Regions from separate parts of the Mus musculus genome. Here region 1 is linked to region 2. Evidence: chromatin contacts called from public Hi-C data. All regions are on one chromosome and are shown on one strand. The core of a region is the stretch at or near the end of the contact, and the rest is flanking DNA. Distances in the headings are between cores, read along the strand shown.

What was found. A called contact is a pair of places that touch in the nucleus more often than the background predicts.
Region 1: a contact with region 2 is called in a Hi-C map of adipose-derived mesenchymal stem cells, with 2.2 times the contacts expected there. The contact joins two enhancer-like sites. A contact is called at or near these places in 6 of 484 Hi-C or Micro-C datasets (the MC38 cell line, adipose-derived mesenchymal stem cells, cortical neurons and 3 more) and 1 of 115 datasets of contacts at active chromatin or transcription factors (bone marrow-derived dendritic cells).

What each region holds. Positions count from the first base shown.
Region 1 is chr14:13,549,651-13,552,613 of GRCm38.p6, reverse strand. The region is part of intron 2 of Synpr (synaptoporin); the gene reads right to left. Among named protein-coding and RNA genes, the nearest start is that of Synpr, 97 kb to the right of the region's middle. Within about 2 kb of position 1,268, at least 29 of the 459 cell types and tissues checked have an H3K27ac peak or open chromatin away from gene starts, as enhancers often do. A contact at or near this core is called in adipose-derived mesenchymal stem cells, where this site is marked.
Region 2 is chr14:13,356,573-13,359,602 of GRCm38.p6, reverse strand. It overlaps a transcript of Synpr not described here. Among named protein-coding and RNA genes, the nearest start is that of Gm5087, 73 kb to the right of the region's middle. Within about 2 kb of position 1,257, at least 19 of the 459 cell types and tissues checked have an H3K27ac peak or open chromatin away from gene starts, as enhancers often do. A contact at or near this core is called in adipose-derived mesenchymal stem cells, where this site is marked.

The DNA of each region.
Region 1 (2,963 bases), core at 19-2,518, 190 kb before region 2:
CCTTCACCGAACCACTATTAGCCACATTTACTCTAATCCCAGGGTTCACATGGGGACAAGAGTCAAGCACCAGTCTAGTCAATGACATGTTATTTCCAAAACACCAGTGCACTTCCAACCCTAAGACACAGGGTGTTGGCTTTCATTTTCTACCCATTGTAAAGTTATATTTTTGAAAAATTTCCATCAACTTGAAGGGCTATGGAAATAATCTCTATTAGCCATTTGCCTATGACAAATGCCGTGTCTCTTTTGTTTGCTCATTTGCTTTGGAGCTGAGACTCAAACCCAGAGTCCTATGTGCTCTAGCACCATTACATCATCCAAAGCCCCTTTCTTCATCATTGAAGCCTCTCACGTTCTCTAAAGAAAGAGATGTACCAGCCTCTCAATGTCTTTCCATTAGGGCCAGGTATGTTTATGGGAACAGTGTAATTCATGACTAGAGATCCTATTAATGATTAATATGTAAAATACTGTAATTCTAAATTAAATGGTAAGCATTGTTAATAAAGTTGATTTTCAAAATCCAAATGCTTTTGTAAAGTTTCAAAGGCCTAGATGTCCTCTATCATTCAGGGTTGTACCCAAAACCATTTAACATAGCTCACAAGAAAATTCTGAATTATTTTGCCTATTTCTTTGCTATAGTCACACCCAGTGTTTTTTTTTTTTTCTTTCTTTTCCTAGAAAATAATACACCCACTCTCAAAACATCCGATGCCCTTGAACCTTCCATGTCCAGCTTTCTGCCTTTGTTCAGGTCTCAGCTCAAATGTATCCCTATCTGAGAGCTCTTTTTTGATCATCCAGGCTAAAAACCACATCTCTGCCATGGCCACACTCCAGTCCACCATGCAGCTCCATGACATCTATTGCCCTGTCCCTGTCTGAGTATAACCTACTGATTGTGAAAATGTGTTTTGCTTTTCTCTTGCACTAGACTGAGAGCAGTACACAAGAACATGGATCCTGTTTTGTACATCTTTATTACTGAGAATCTAGTTATTTTAGTTTGTGGTAAATAGTCAATAAACATTTGTTAAGAGAGGGAGGAAGGAAAGAAGGGAGAGAGTTCATTAGATTCTTAAAAGGTCTATTTGTCTGGAAGTAAATCCTGAAAGTAGTGTCTATGTGTTCTACCAAAAGAAAGCAGGATTTGGAAGTGAAGCAACTTGATGAGTCATACAGCGAAAGATGCACACTCTCAGCTTCCTGCTGTGGGTTCACTGGATTCCTGCCACTACATTTCCCCATTCAGAGAAATCCCTACTGGTCCCGAGAGAAGACACAAGCCCAAGAAGTAAAAGGTGGAATTCCCCCTCTCAGCTGGTGACACGTCTAGAGAAGCTCCTTAGGAACCTGCTCTTCAGACTTTCTCAGTGATGTGAGCCCATGGACGCTGTAGTCTCACTGCCACCACACTGGGCATTATGGTAATTGTTACAGAGTTCATCATTAGCAACATGGAGATGATTTCTTCTATCAGAGTTTTGTTCTAAGGCAAGGAGGTACCTGGATGATCTATTCCAAAAAACAGCAGTCAATGTTAGGAGGAAGACTTTATAGGGTGTAAGCCAGTCTAGGAGTCCCCCGGGAGACCTTAACTTTAGTTGAAGTGTAGAGCAAAGTTTAGTGTCAAGTATGAGAGTGTGAGGAACTGTTTTACTTGACACTAAACTTTGCTCTATAATTCAACTAAATATCAGGTCCTCTGAATGGAGGACCCTAGGCTGGCTTAAACCCTATAAAGTCTCCATCCTAACACTGACTGCTCTGGGCCTGGAGTAAAGTATGTGAATGAAGTCCATAGAAAATTTGTCATTGTTGATAACTGTAAAAGAGATGGTGATTGGGTATTGTTACTGGCTTTTGTGCTAGCCACTGTGCCCTGTGCCCCTGAATGCTGAACTCTCTACATCCCTATGACAGCCATGAGAAGACAATCACTGTTATCCTTATTCTACAAATGAGAACACTTGACGCTGAGCACACAGGAAGCTGACAACACTCGTTTGTCTAGAGAAGATTTAAATGTGAGGCTCTTCCTCCCACATCTGCCACATGTGCAGATGCTCTTTCAGGCCAGGTCCTGTGGAATTTCTTCTCAGACATTCATCTGAACCAATTTCTTATATGCCATATGGTGAGGGATTGTATAGATTTTCAGGATAGTTGATGATGCATGAGAAACTGGTTCACTAAGAATCCATTGACTACTCAGAAAGACACAGTATACTCAAGGGAAGAACCAAAGTCCTTCTGCCCGTGTTTGAAGCAGAGGCTGACTTTCAATTACAAGGCCAAAAAAATGCAGGTACATGGGTGTATTTGTGAGCATAAGTCCATGTGCCTGTGTTAGGGTCCTTTCTCCAAAGCTTTTCATGGAAATATTCTAGAAAAGAAAACAATGTCAGCAAAAGTATTACTTAACTAGGAAGAAATGGTTTTCTTGTTAATTTAGCTTTAGTTGGAACTGACCTGGAAATTCTGGGAGATATCCATATTGCCCCTAAGATATATCTTTTTCTTGAAAAGGTATTAAAGTGATGGATACAATTCTCTTGGTTACAGAGGGAAAATTGATGTTGAGAGTAATACTTGCCTTGCCTTCCAAGCTGCTCAAGGAAAGGGACACTATTGCTCACTGCCTCCATTGGCTCTGTTGCTGTTCTCTGTTCCATTGTGTTATGTATCAGTCAACTACTTTCTTCATATCCAACCCAGTGTGCTGCACTCCTGCCTCTAATTTAATCATTTCAATTTGAAATCCTCACGAGAAGGCAGTTTAATATAATAGCTAGCAAGAATATGATTGGAAAGTCATGGGATGTTTTCTCAGAGTACTGATGCAAGTCTATGGGAGGGCATCAAAAGAGTGCTTTAAGAAAAGAAAACAGGAAAAAAAAAGAAAAATAGTATTGACAATTGGACACCCCCCTCCCCAATCCATAGCAATATGT
Region 2 (3,030 bases), core at 8-2,507:
AACTGCATCCAAAGCAAGATGGCTTCAAAGGCTGGGGCCATGGATGCTTTCCACAGTGATCACACCGTGGCAAAGAAGGGCAAAGACTTCAAAGAGAAAAGGGCATCTCTGCAGAAGAGGCATCAGCTGCCAACCTCAAATTTCAGGACGCATGGCACAGCAGCTGTCTGCTTTACTTTGCTGAAAGAGAATGGGGACATTCACAGGTGACCTCCAGCACAGTGCGCACAGTGAAGCCTTTGGTTGACATCTCCTGAAAATGTTATTCCATATAACATTTCTTATTTATTTGATTTTGTGTGTGCATATGTGCAGGGTGTTTCTCTCTCTCTCTCTCTCTCTCTCTCTCTCTCTCTCTCTCTCTCTCTCTCTCTCTCTCTTGCTGATTGTCTACCCAGTGGTGTCAACTTTCACCTTGGTCCTGCTGGGCACCTTGCTGATTTCTCACTCTACTGCAAACATTGCTTCTCCCGTTTCTAAAGCTGCTTACAGGTTTGTAGCAAAACAAATGTATTTTCCATTCAAAAAATAATAAAATGCAAGCTTCAATCTAGGATAGCCAACTTTAGAATCTGTTCTTACATTGCATATGGTATAGCCCCCTTAAAGAAGCCAAATATTTCCCATTTAAAGCACCAGGCAGCTCTACTAGTATGAATAGGAGATAATGTAAGAGGATCTAGAGCAGTGTGTTCAAGTTGGCTAACATTAGACGCTGCTCTAGCTAGTCTTGACTGTCCAGCTGATTGGACTTGGAGGTACCCAGAGAGCAGTAAAGTACAGGGAACTGGAGAAATATCAGCACTGAGTGTGGATGGAACTCTCCCATAGGAAGAGGGCAAGATGACAGAACCCTCTAACTGGAAATATTCTCTCCCACCCTGCCCCCAGCCTTTCTCTCCTCTCTTCCCCCCTCTCCTCCTCCTTCCTTCCTTCCCTCCCTCCTTCCTTCTCTCTATATTTCCTGGCCATCAGAGGTGAGCTGCCAAGACTCCCCCATGCCCTTTCTATGGAGATAGACCCAAGTGTCTAAAGATGGGAGCTTTGGAGCTTTGCAGGAGAAGCTTTGCCTTCTCCTGAGTTGTTTTTGCTGCGATTTTTCTCACAGCAGGGAAATACACTAATAGAAATAGCTTCATGCTGAGAGACTCCTGTGCACTAAATCCCAACCCATCACCATCCCTGTATTGTGCAGCTTGCCTCATTCACATAGCTGCCTGTGGGAACAGCTCAAAGTGGTATAAATGCAACTTTAGAAAGTAGAGGTTGGGTGAGGAGGGCTGGCTCTGTCGTGAGTCATGGACTTGCTGAGACCGGAATCATCCAGTGCTGCTGCCCTTGTTGTCATCCAGCTACAGGCAGATGTCCAAATGTCCACTCCAGTCTGTCATCCAGCTACAGGCAAATATCCAAATGTCCACTCCAGTCTGTGTGGACAAAGGCTTGGTAATTCACCAAAAATGTCTCACTAGCCACATAGTGGCTTCATGAGCAAAGCCAGGATTTCCAACTTAGAAGGTGGCTGAGGGCATCTTTCTAGTAGGCAGTCTCACTAGGTCTCAGTCACTGTGAGGAAAAGTGACTAAGATGTCTCATTACCTTCCCAGACAGACTTCTCAATTGCTAAGGTTGTAGCATCTTTTACTCCTTTAAAATGTCAGAACATTCTCTCTCTCTCTCTCTCTCTCTCTCTCTCTCTCTCTCTCTCTCTCTCTCTGTGTGTGTGTGTGTGTGTGTGTTTGCTTTTATTTTTAGTGTTGGTTTTTCAAGACAGGGTGTCTTTATTCATCCCTGGTTGTCTTGGATCTTGAATTCACAGAGATTTGCCTGCCTCTGTCTCAGGAGGGTTGGAATTAGAGACATGCATCATGACACCCTCCAAAATATTTTCTTTATGCTCTTCTAAACAGATTAGCACTTCCTAGACACACACAAAAAAATATTCTGTGGTTCTCTAATTCATCTTGTATATATTAGGTGCTTAATAAAATGTCGATCAACAACACAAAAGAAAGGGAGGTGTAGCTTAATAAAGAAACAATGTTGTTCATCACTGTAGTGCAGGACCTGGCGTGCTGCCCTGCACTGAGCAGATGCTGAGGAACTAGCCGAGAGTGCTAATAAGGGAATACATCATCTGCACAGACAAGTAGAGAGCCTGGATTGTAGTTAACCTAGACTGCCTTGAAGAGATTGCCCAACCCAAATGCATGGGATAATAACTTGCCAATTATAACTAAAATCACATGTAAAAAGAGAAGAGAGTTTGCCTGCAAACCTGGGTGCCTGAAGCAGTTTCCGGTCTGGCTGCCCATGATTCTGCTTTGTCCCATTAGCTTCCAGTTGCCTAGCAATGAATTCCCTTCTGGCTTCAGTTAGCAAGGGGGGGGGGGGTGTCACTCTGTTGCTTGCTGCTATGTAGTCCCAACAGTTAAGAGTTGTGCTTTCTCAGTAGACAGGAGTGGACTTCGCCCTTATAAAGCAAAGGTGGAGCCCTGGATCCATGGGTCTCACCCTTGACCTGCTCATCAGATGTCCTGATACAATCTGCATGTGAGGCAAACTGCTCAGGAGACTCTACAATGTCCTTTTGGGAATAACTCGAGGAGGGATGGCCAACATAAGATGTTATCTCTTGAATATAAATGGCACAATTGCATAGGTAAAGGAAATGATGGGTACCAGAAAAAGCCTGCTACTCATATGGTCAGGTGGTGGTCATCTCTGGCCACATTCTAAGCCTCTGACCTTAGTGACCACTGCAGTCTCACAGTATCGTTGCTCTTTCTACCCCAGGACCTTTGGACTTGCTGCCTCTCACTTACAATTTCCCCGAAAGTCCTCGCCTTCTGAGAACACTATACCACAGAGCCTGTTAAAAGCCCACACTGTGGTCGCAGCACCCCAGCAGGTGTTTCTATGTGATCAGGTCACTATGCATAAATCTAGCTTCCTGCTTCACCTTTCTTCCACACAACCATAACAGTTGGGGTGGGTCAGGCTCGCTATTTCCCTTTCTCAGTCCCTAGA